Linked DNA regions of Bicyclus anynana: region 1 is linked to region 2. Evidence: chromatin contacts called from public Hi-C data. All regions are on one chromosome and are shown on one strand. Each heading gives the region's core, a stretch centred on a gene start, on an enhancer-like site or on the middle of the called end of the contact. The rest is flanking DNA. Distances are from core to core; before and after follow the strand shown. Region 1 overlaps LOC112055319 (hormone receptor 4). Region 2 overlaps LOC112055319 (hormone receptor 4).

The links. A called contact is a pair of places that touch in the nucleus more often than the background predicts.
Region 1: a Hi-C map of whole body shows a contact between it and region 2, with 5 times the contacts expected there. The contact joins two enhancer-like sites. A contact is called at or near these places in 2 of 2 Hi-C or Micro-C datasets (whole body and whole larva).

Annotation. Positions count from the first base shown.
Region 1 is chr4:14,351,131-14,357,468 of ilBicAnyn1.1, forward strand. LOC112055319 (hormone receptor 4) reads left to right here. Exons shown (of 9, transcript XM_052891439.1): 8 at 4,574-4,689; 9 at 5,271-6,338. The coding sequence ends at 5,351. Among protein-coding and RNA genes, the nearest start is that of LOC112055316, 11 kb to the right of the region's middle. Within about 2 kb of position 3,866, at least 8 of the 8 cell types and tissues checked have open chromatin away from gene starts, as enhancers often do.
Region 2 is chr4:14,267,039-14,273,283 of ilBicAnyn1.1, forward strand. The region is part of intron 2 of LOC112055319 (hormone receptor 4); the gene reads left to right. Among protein-coding and RNA genes, the nearest start is that of LOC112055319, 37 kb to the left of the region's middle. Within about 2 kb of position 3,878, at least 1 of the 8 cell types and tissues checked has open chromatin away from gene starts, as enhancers often do.

The DNA of each region.
Region 1 (6,338 bases), core at 2,616-5,115, 84 kb after region 2:
GTACCTACAGACTGCAGCGCGAAGACACCAAAATGGAGTCGCAAAGTGTGCTCGTTAATATTATTATGATTTATGGTACATATAACCCAGTTTCAAACGGAGATGCTTGCGAAATCGATTAGAATCAACAACAGAACATTATACAATAATTTCACTTCTGAGACAATCGACTTTAAACGAAAAGGTAACAAGTATTGTTCTTGCTTAACTTCACCACATATTGAACTTTATTACTATTTTTAACCACTATGAATGTTTTATGTATGTCTGTTTTTTGAAAATCGAATTCTATATATTTATTAGTAGTAGGTATAGTACTTGTTCATATTCGTCACATATTGAACTTTAAGTTACTATTTTTAACCACTATGGAGGTTTTATGTATGTCTGTTTTTTGTTCGAATCTATAGATTTACAAATCGAATTCTATAGATTTACTAGTAGTAGGTATAGTACTTGTTCTTCGCCACATATAGAACTTTAAGTTACTATTTTTAACCACTATGGAGGTTTTATGTATGTCTGTTTTTTGAAAATCGAATTCTATAGATTTACTAGTAGTAGGCATAGTACTTGTTAATATTCGTCACATATTGAAATTTATGTTACTATTTATAACCACTATAGAGGTTTTATGTAAGTCTGTTTTTTGAAAATCGAATTCTATAGATTTACTAGTAGTAGGTATAGTACTTGTTCTTCGCCACATATAGAACTTTAAGTTACTATTTTTAACCACTATGGAGGTTTTATATATGTCTGTTTTTTGAAAATCGAATTCTAAAAAAAACTCCTCCAATATAAGTTCGTAATAAGTATACAGGGTAGACTGTACATTATTATTTTATCCCTCTTAGTCTTAAACCGGTTCCGAGTACCTAATGGTTTATTTTGTCAAGCATAAAAAGAAACCATTTTCTCGATTTGGTTGTTTACTATGATTCCAAATGAATAAATGTTTGACGTAAATATCTAATACTGTTTATATAGCGTGAGTTCGATATAGTATAGCAATTATTATATTTAAATTATGTGTAAAATTGCCTCTGAAGCCGTAATCCAATTATAACGCCCTTCACTAGGTTGAGGCGTCTGTAATTTCGCATGCAAATGATAAAGCCACGAGTACAGTATGACCGACATACGCTACGTTAGTTAAACATTTTCAACATAAACAAACTTTAAAAAATAATAAATTTTATTACGCTCAAATTAGATTAAGATATTAAATTCAATTAAATCCATTTAAATAAAATTGAAGTTTCTGTCTGTGATTTCAAAATAACTGTGTTTTTTCAATTGCTTGCAAACATGAACAAGCTTTTTTTAAATTTTATATTAAGTCTGTCTATTTGTCCGGGACAATCTCTGGAATGGCTCAACCGATTTTATTGGAACTTTCACTGGAAGATAGAAGAGGTTATAGAGCAAGACTTAGACTACTTTTTATTCCGAAAAAACACATGCTTCCCGTGAGGTTTGCGAAAAACGGAATTTCTCGCGTTCGAAGTCGCAGGCGTCCGCTAGTTATAAAATAAACTCTTATAACATTTCCTTCTATCTATGTAGCGAGGGTAAGAAAAGTTAAGAGCTTATGTTCTAACGCGTCTGTGGCAGTAGTAGTGAAGGAAAAACACGACATCTGCGTTATCGATGCCGTAACTAGGTCAGCCTCACGCACACAACGCTCGAAAATTATTTTCACCGTACACGTTACAATTACACTATTTATGAAACCACACGTACTGAGCGTTGTGATGTGAAACAGATTAAAAAATATTGTACTTTTTTAAATTAACATTTGATGAAGCTAATACGTTTGAAACTGTAATAGATGTCATTTGTCCTGCATAATTGTTAGTATTTTAAACTCGTGAAACGCTTGAAATTCATCGTTTATAGCACGGGATATTTTTTTAAAAAAGAATATGTACAAATATAGCGTTGAGTAATAATTTCAAGTATCTCCACAGTCAACATTCTCGCTTTGCGGATATAAACTATTTTAAATATTTATACGTTATATAAATTTACCCCACGAGAAACAAGAGATTTGACTAACAGTAATTACTATCATAGGGATTTACATAATTTAACGGATTAAATACTTCAGTTTTTACTTTTTTTTTGTATGTTCTCCAAGTAAGAATTTTTATTTATTAAATTTCCTAGAATTTAAACTGTATTAACTACCTAAGCGAATGCAGCCTTTAATGAAGGATTGGGTTTTTTTATACAAAGATGTCTATAACATCGATTATTTATCGATATATTTCAAAGAGCATCACTGTTAGCTAGATCTGCAAACTCGTAATAAAGACAATGATATAAGAATGAAAGTAGTAGGTATATACTCGTAGCAAGTGAGATAGTTATAACGGGAGTGAACAGTGAGTGTTTACGAGGTGAAATGGAAAACGCTTGCGCAACGGTTCCGCGGTTTCATGTGTGTGTGAGCGTATGTGTTGTGTTAGTGTATGTGGACAATAAATGTTAGGCAATAGGTACACATTACAGTATTTACAAATCTATCTATAGAAATAGAATAGGCCTATGTTGACTACAAGTTGAAGCCCTCGACTTCTCATACGTGCAATTTGGGATTTTTTTAATAATAATTTTTTTACAACACCCTTAATGTTTATAAGATTGTTCTCTGAAAACCGAATGATCCGTTTATTAGTTTCGAAGATTAGCGTGAACATACACTCAATAACTTTTTTATGATTAAATCCTACATTTTTATGCTTTATTAGAATAAACGTTTTCCAAGCAAAGAATTAAGTAATTACACAAACAATCTAAGCAGACAATAGCGGCCACTTATAACAGTTAAAAATATAAGCATACCAAATTACATTTTTTTTTAATATTGACCGACAACTCAATACAATGTAGCAATGTTGATTTGGAATTTCTTAAAAATGAACAAAACTACAACAAGTAAAACAACTTAGGACACCCTTGAACAAATAAAAATACTTGGTCTGACCCCAGAACTTCATGGCTACAGGCTAACATCGAGTCAAGTAGGTAATAAACATACCTACTTGACTCACATCACAAACAGTGATGTGATTTATCGCTTGCTTGAGAGCTGCGCTGTTCGTATAATAGTTGGTTACGTCAGTCGTAACGGGACAGCATTTCACTCTCGGCGAAAAGCGAAGCGGAAGCAAACTTTCTCTTTTGCCGCGCGCTTGCGGCGAAAAAACTGATTAGAGCCGCTAACTCGTCTCGCTCGCGGTGACGTAACATGCGCGAGCCATGTTCGTCAGATAGGGATGTGACAACGATACAAATTATTCGATTATAATATGTATTGAAAAATTCGGATGCTAAATTCTTTATAAATTAAATGATTGATCGATTAATAACAATAAATCAAACAATAAAAAAATATATTATTAATAATTAATTTATATTTTAGCATTGTAAGAGTAGCAAGTAATATACCTAACATTGGTGTTTTTTAATGAAATAGATGGCTAATTTTCCCAATTGTTCATAATAATTTAATATACAATGTTTTTAATAAAATTTAATATATATTAAGTTATACTTCATCTCATAAATTAGATTTAACGAAAATACAAAATTAATAGAGTAGGTAGTAAAGCAAGTTAGATAATAGTATTAATTGATATTTAATTAATATACATAGTGCTATTTTTAACCGACTTAAAAAAAGAGGAGGTTTTCATGTCGAATGTATGTTTTTTTTAATAAATGTTATTTGGCAATTAATGAAATGAGTGCATTATTGACCGAGAGCTATAACGGTGTGGTACTGGTATGGCATGAGCAGTGAGCACACGTAACGCGTACAATATCGTGAAGCGCGTGCGAGCGGGACGGCAGCAACGGTTGAGGACGCGAACGCTCGAGCGGAGGTCAACGGCTAGCCGCGGTCGTTGCCCCGCTATCGGAGTGACCTACTGAGCGCGTGACGTCACCACCGCACCGCGCGCTCCGCGCCATTGCTAGCCCGCCGACTTATACCGCCATCTTTGGACGAGTAGTCACACTTGTCACAAATATTACGAGGTTCTTCAAACGTTATAGTTTGTTTTGTTACAATTATTTATTTATTCAGAAAAGGGCTGCAAACACGTCTCTCAATAAAACAAATAGTTTAATCTAATCCTTTCCAGAGCAGTATGCGAGAAAGCTCTTCTTTCTCAGAAATGGGAAAATTTTTACTCATGCAAAACTTTGTCTTAATTAACTATTGACTTTGGTAATAAATTACTAGGTACAAATTTTACTACATTATTTTTTTATTTTTTTAATTATTCATCTATACTAATATTATAAAACTGAAAAGTTTGTTTGTTTGATTGAACGCGCTAATCTCAGGAAATACTGGTCCGATTTGAAAAATTCTTTTAATTATCGAGGAAGGCTATAGGCTAAATTTTATCCCTGTATTCTTACGGGAACGGGAACCACGCGGGTGAAAACGCGTGGCATCTACTAGTCTAAGACATTTTTCACAGAGTGAGATTTTATTGATGGATAGGTAGGGACTATTAAATTATTCCATCAGCTTTAAATGGCTTATTCCTTCCAGAAGTGGAGTTAGAGAGTATTCAAGACAGATACGTGCAAGTTCTCCGCAGCTATTTGGAGCACGCCGCTCCGCACCACCCCGGGAGATTGCAAGAGCTATTCGCGAGAATACCTGAGGTGAGAATCTATTCTACATGATCAAAACTAGTAATGAATATCAGATTTAGAGATAGTGTTATAGAACTGTAAAACAACAATCCTTTGATAGCTTAAATAATAGCATAGTAGTTTACTCCAAACTGGCTTTGGATAAAAAAATATTAGGGCGGTCTTTTATTCAATTTCTTTAAATTTAATTCTTTTAACTTATTCTATAACTCAAGACGCTAAAGCCCACAATGATTTGTGTACCTACGTGAATTTTGTTGTTACATTTGAAATCTTTTGAACTTAATAATTTTACTACTTTCTGCTTCACTTGACTCGGTGATAAAACACATGACATAAACGTTATGCATTTAATGCTATTTTGTTAAATTAACTTTGTCATAGAATTCACTAAAACTTTTGAAAATTACATTTTTAATTTGCTTTTGTTAGCATCGTTGTTTATTATAGCAACACATATATATATATATGACATTATGGCATTACAATACAATACTAAAGTCCTAAACAAGTTCGTGTAGAAAGTAAGCAAGAGCATTCGAAACCGAAAGCGAAACAGTACAGTAAACTGACTCAACGTGCACTTTCAGATTCAAGCGGCGGCGAACCTGTTGCTAGAGAGTAAAATGTTCTACGTACCGTTCGTGCTGAACTCGGCGGAGATCAGATAGTACATGGCGCAGCAGGGCGTCTAGTTCTCGATGTATGAGCGCCAGACCCCTCGCCTCGCGCCGCGACCCCTCACAGCCCTCGTCATCGTGACCACACCGCCCTGTGTTCTCTGCCCCAGCACTGCGCTCCTTCCCGGGCATCGACAATAAAAGACTAACGAGGCGGTAGCACCCTCGCTAACAGAGGCAGTTTGAGCTGTCGCCGCCGTATGGACATTGGACTCGTGTGAGATACTTTACGAGTGTTCAGTGCGAAGCTAGTGCGGTATTATACCCTTGTTGAATCGATGTGTGTATTGGCTTATAAATTGTTTATTAGAGGAAATAAAACGTCCCAATTGACAGACTGATTTATAATTAAACTTCTTAGCTATTATTTAATTAGTACCAGGGACTCGGATGCGTGTTTTATACGTGGTAGTGTACACTACTTAGTGTTATTGTAGATTAAAATATATAATTATGTTACTATTTAAATTCTTCAGTCGGAGATCGCATAATATATTATTTCTGTAAATATAGAATATAATTTTTACTAGATATAGATTGATTAGTAGTTAGATAAGATGTTGTTTATAGAAGAATTGTAAATGAAATAATTATTACTGTTTTAGTTTGCATTTTATATTGACTAGGGTTAAACCGGTAGACTTGTCGCTGGGTCTGTAAAATGAGGATTTTTAATTTTGTACAGTGAGATGTTACAATCCCAAGTGTTTCATTCTTAAAAGTAGGTACACGGTTTTACTTTTACCGTTTACAAACAAAAAATCAAAAATAACGTGAAAATTTTATTATTAATTTAATACTAACTTACCAAGCTTAAGGCAAAAACATAAAAGGCTTTTCAAGCGATTCAAACTAAATTATGACTTATGAGCGTACCGATCAGACAGCAGTTATTTTTATTTCACAGAGCGAAATCTAGGGATAATAACATCTCACTGGTTTTTATATACCTATGAATTGTTCGTATTATAAGTACTA
Region 2 (6,245 bases), core at 2,628-5,127:
GTATTTTAATCGTATACTTAAACGGTTACGTTACATATGTTCAATAAGACTTTTTGGTAGACAATCATCAATTAATATTAAAAATGCGAAAGTAAGTCTGTCTGTTATCTTTTCATAGTTATACTGCCCTTAATTAAACTTAGACTTAACATTAGCCCTTAGATGCTCTGCTCTAAGGGCTAATTTTTAGTCTAAGCTAAGATAACTAAGAATCTAGGCAGAATTTATAAAAAACGGAATTTAACTCGAACGAAGTAGCGGGCGTTCGATGTACAGGTAATTGTGACAAGTTCACTTCATAAATACGTTTTAGATTTTATTGCTATTGATAATGTTTTATCGCTTCAGTCGAAACGTCTCACCAAAAAAAAATATATACTGTCGAATTGAGAGACCTCCTCCTTTTTTTAAGTCGGTTAATAATTCTAAAACCAAAAGACGACACACAAGTAGATACGAGTACATACGAGTACAATATTTTGCACCTGATGCTTTCTTGTTATCAAGTTCCCGGCGTGTTGCAAGTTTGAAGTGCGATACATCAAGATAACCCAATTCGGCGTAGCATGGGAACGTGTGCGCGGAACACATACTGCCCTAGAATCCGAAATGAGTGACAATTGATCGCACACTGCCGCACGAGCCGCACCGTAGCATTGCCAAAGCCGCAATGATGACACATCGCCGGTCTAAATGAATGATATAATATTCACTTTTTTTACTCTTGTATTATCGAGCCGCTCAATCTGTAGGTCTGTAACTGCTGAGGTACTCTTCGTCATCAACCCATATTCGGCTCACTGCTGAGCTCGAATCTCCTCTCAGAATAAGAGGGGTAAGACCATTAGTCCACCACGCTGGCCCAATGCGGATTGGCAGACATCGATAATTGACTTAAGATAATTCTCTGGTATGCAGGTTTCCTCACGATGTTTTCCTTCACCGATTGAGACACGTGATATTTAATTTCTTAAAATGCACACAACTGAAAAGTTGGAGGTGCATGCCCCGGACCGGATTCGAACCCACACCCTCCGGAATCGGAGGCAGAGGTCATATCCACTGGGCTATCACGGCTTCAAGGCTTGAGGTACTCTTGCAATAATTTATCCCGCTTGTCATTAGTGAAAACCCACTTGCATAATTATATTTTGTCGAGATAGACTAGTGCTTGTCCACTTCCTCACTAATAGTCATGTGGCTTAAAATTGAACTCACCTGTAAGAATAAAATAATAAAGTATTTTTTTATTGTTTTTGTTTTGTTTAAACGCTTAGCTGTAATCAACAAAATGCTCTGTTTGAGTCTCAAGGAAATCGAAAGTATAGGGATGAAAAAATGACATGATAGTCTAACAATTTCTGAGCACTGCAGAGGAAAAAAAGTCAAGAAAAAGAGGCTTTGTTTAGGTATTTTAGTAATTAGGTAACCACTGAGTTTCAAACGTGATTTACCCATACTACTTCATTATAGTAAATGATTCGACAGATTGTGATAATATGTCAAAAGGTGATAAAAGTGATGTTGAATCTTAGTTTAAGGGTGATAAGTGGCTAGGATTGATCACCATACTAAGATCATCAACGATATATAGGAGACATTTCTTTGATGTATCCTAAAATATAGCTCACTGTTTTTCAGTTCTGCACTACGTGCGATTTTTGTTACAATGTGCGATAAACTTAAGTAAATATTTGTCAATGTTGCAGATATTGTTCGAGACTATCCCAGACTTGTACATAATTTCGTTTACTATAAAAGTATTAATATATACCTACCGATAAAAGATTATCAAACTACTTGTGAAAATAAATATTTGTTTAACACATAAGAGAAGAAAATAAGAAAACCGGCTACAACTACCTACTCATTTTTAGACTGAATTTACCCACTTTCTATATATTTGTCTTTACACTGCTCCTATTTACGCCGTCCTATTTCAAAGTGTATTTTTTTGTCGTTTATACCTAATTACCGAATTCAATGTAGGTAACGCATCCTTAGGCACTATCTCCACGGACGAAATAATCGCAACGACATTTTCGCTGGTTTCATTATGACGATAAACTGGCGGAATTATTGTTTTACTGTGGGGATAATCTGATGATAGTAAGACGAACTCGTTGATATTCCATCATCTATGGTGATGGTATCTTATATTTTGAAACATGGGAGCGTTGTTCGCTTCTGTTCCTCACTGATATAATTCTCGAATCTGATTTTATTAGGGATGATGACAGTTTTTTAAATCGTATTGAAATTAAGAGTATGCTAATAGTAAAGCAATTTTGTAAAAGTAACGGATAAAGGATTTAAAGTAAAGGATTTAAAGGGTCAGATTTGCGGCGCTGCCGCGGATCCCTGAAAAACGCCCCATACAAAATGGTACAAATTAATGAGGTCGTAGATACATAATGATCGTTAGATTTGTATGTGCGTTCAAACAAAATTACTAATATCTTTGTTATTTGTGCGTTTATCTTTATAGTTCATTTATTAAAAAATGTCACATTTAATGCAAGGAAGCTAAAACTGTATGAATTTTCATCTAATTACGATAAAATATTTTTAATAGATTTTATAATTTTATTTATTTTGCAAATATGCAAACAATCTTTGCTTTTTATGTATAACTTAGTTAAAATTGAGCTTATTTACCCGAATGTATCATAAAAATCGATATATTCCAACATAATCATCATCGCCATTCTGCCAGTGAGAGATTAACTTAACCAAGTATCGACCCAAGTCATCACGAATGAAACCGCGAAACATTTATCATTATAAAATTTGTGCCAGTGTTCTCAAAACTTGATATCAAAACTACGCACAAAATTCTCAATGCTTTATTATTGAACGATACGATATTATTACGCGTTATTTCGGCTCTAACAACACATTATTAAGGGTACTTGGGTTCATAAGGTTCTCGGACACGCAAGTTCGCTTATCGTTATCAAACTCACTCACCCAGTTTACAGTGATTGTGTATAACCTCCTTAAACGCTGGTCTAGACACTTTTCCTTGCTGGTAATTCCTTAACTAGGCTGATTACCTACATTGTGCGATAACAAGTGTTGTTCTTGGTGTTGTTTTGGACTTTTTATGACGATATCGAATTATCCCTGTAAAAATATTTATGATTTTAGTCATTGACTGCAGTTTCGTCGATTCATACATTCGAGGAACGTACACCGCATATTATTTATTTTATATTACTGCGGTTTTTTTTTCCATTTTATATACTTTTCTTGTTTAATATTTACTCCGATAACTGACCCTGTACTTTTCAATCAATATTGACAATATTTATATGTAATAAAGTACATAATTTTCAATCTCTTGTTTTTATATAAAGTGTCTGAAAAGGTAATCAATAAAAATCACCCTTACCTCACCAATTTAGTCAATCATCAGAATATGATAATTTTATAGTAGGTAATGTAATATTATTATAGACTTCGTCCGCATGAACTTTAGTTTTTCACAGATCCCTCGGGAACCATGGGTTTTTTCAGAATGAAAGTAGCCATGTGTTAATCCAGAATAAAATTTATTTCCATTCCAAATTTCATAAAAATCGGTTCAGTAATTGTGGCGTAAAAGAGTAATTAACATCCAAACAAACTTCCATACAAAAATCTATACAAACTTTCGCGTTTATAATATTAGTAGGATTATCATTAAAATAATAACATGTATTTAACGAATAAAGTCGTTGGCATCCGCTAGTGTTTTATAAACTCTTTTTATTATGGCTAGACAACCCTAGACTACGTAATAGAAATAGAAAATATGAGCGTGTGTGTGTATTATTGCACTTGTGTTGTTGTTATGTGTGCAATAAATAGTTTATGTAGCCCTCTCTTTCCCTCTCGACATTTCAGTGATAGCTGTGGCCTTGTCTAGTCGCATCTAATGCTGGCGTTAGTCTGTTTACACTGAGCGCTTATTTCAAGTAACTGGCACGATTACTAGAACCATATCTTGCTACTTACATAGGATCCAAGTTTTTTTTGATAACATAATAATTTTTAATTTATCTAAATCTGCACTAACATTACGAAGATTTGTATTTTTGTACGAATACAACCAAAAACTAGTGGACTAATTTGTCAAACATCTTTCAACAATAGAAAGCTATATTATCTCTACCTTCGCTTCGGAGGGCGTAGGTTTGAATCCGGTTCAGGGCATGCACCTCTTACTTTTCAGTTATGTGCATTTTAAGAAATTAAATATCACGCGTCTCAAACGTACATACCTGAGAATTTTCTTAATTCTCTACGTGTGTGAAGTCTGCCAATCCGTATTAGGCCAGCTAAGGCCTAATCCCTCTCATTCCGAGAGAAGACTCGTGCTCAATATGGGTCGTTAATAATGATGACTTAGGCTTTATTTTATCCCCGTATTCCTACGGGAATGGGAACTACGCGAGTTCCTGCTATATATCAAAATATACAAAAAATAATCACAATTATAAATAAAAGCAGTACCTAAGCACTTGTTCCCATTCTTTGTAAACACATAAATTGTTTGTGAAACTTGTGGAATGGTATGGTGTAAATTACAATAACAGTAGGTATTTTATGAGTAATATTTTTAAGGTCAAAATAAAATATATGAAAATTACTCCAAATTTCTTAATCCGGACACAGTTTAAATATAAATTTATGCGAGGTTTGTAGGTTACAATGTGTCAGCGTTACAGTTAAGACCCGTGTGTAAACAGATGGCTGTTTCTATAAATTTTTTACGGCCATTGGGATGGTATAGTAAATTTAATGTTAGCAATTAATTAAATGGAGCGTTTAATTTTTGTTTGCTTTATTTCAGGTGAGTGTGCTTGGCTATCTTAAGCGGATAGTGCGTGGGAGAACCCAGGGGAGGTAAGGATGAAGCTCTTCTTGTAAATCCGTCTTTCTCCTGGATTTATTAATTTTTATATCTTACTATTAATTTTTTAGCGGTTCATCTGCTAAAACGTTTTAAATAAAATTACGAATATACTTACATACGTAAGTATATACTTACGTGACATTAATATTAAACTTCTATAGACATATTGCATATGCACAATTTTTGCCAATTAAAGTTTACCTTAAGCAGATATGGGTGTGTACATATGTACGAGTATATAGCCAGTAAAAAAAAATTATTGCCGATAAATTGAAAATATATCTTGGTCAATATTAGGCTCAAAGATAAAATAGGATATGGTATATAATACACTAATATCTTTTTTTTGTCATAACAATAAAACTTGAATTTTCTGCCCGAATTTTGTAAAACGACATGAATCTTTTGAATAGACACGAATGAATGACACGTCTAAAAAGAGGCCGCTTCATGAGTTTCAGGCGTTAGTCCTAGCGTTAGCTGTTAAGTAGCTTGAGCGAGTACAGTGGCTCAGCAAACGCGCCCGATGTCCCTGTAGCGAGTGTTGACTGAGCCGGAGTGTTGACCGGTATGTAGGTTACGTCGCGCAATCCCCCCTCCCCGCGCAACCGCCTCTATGATCCGTGCAGTTTTCAACGAGAAAATGTCAAATGCACTCCTCAGAATGCATAGAAATAGGTTAATAGGAACGCTGAATGCTCTCCCGCCCATAAGGATATTTGTATCACCAAGTTTATTTAAGCTATTGCATAGATGACGTCCGTTCGTTGCTATGCAAAACACATTTGTATTGGAGCGTGAAATAATTTTCACAAACAATAAATAGGTGAACATAGAAGCTACATACATTTTCACGCATCCCCTGGGTTTGAAATTTATCAAGGGCAAATATTTTTTATACAGAAATGATCATGCAACCATATTTTACGACGTTTTTCTTATTTTTTTTTTACGGGAAAAACAAATTAATTCCTAACACAATCCTAAACTATAATTGAAACCATGATGGTTACATATGATTAAAGTTTACATTACTATAAGATTACAACTTATATATTATTATGTATATTTATTTAAACTCGTTATAAAATCAATGTCATTTAAAATTCATGTATAACCACCAAATACACCACTCGTAAAGGTACTCTGTGAGAGTTTATATTAGGAGTAATATTTGAAAACGAGATCTGTGTCTCATATGAGTCGCCCTATGAGATACATTCTGCCCCTTCATTCTATGTCTTGACTTTAGAAGCTCTACCTCTGTCTACCCGTTAGACGCCGCTGCGGCCTAAGCAAATAGACAATAAAAAAATATAAATGCAAATGTAATGTTAAAAGAACG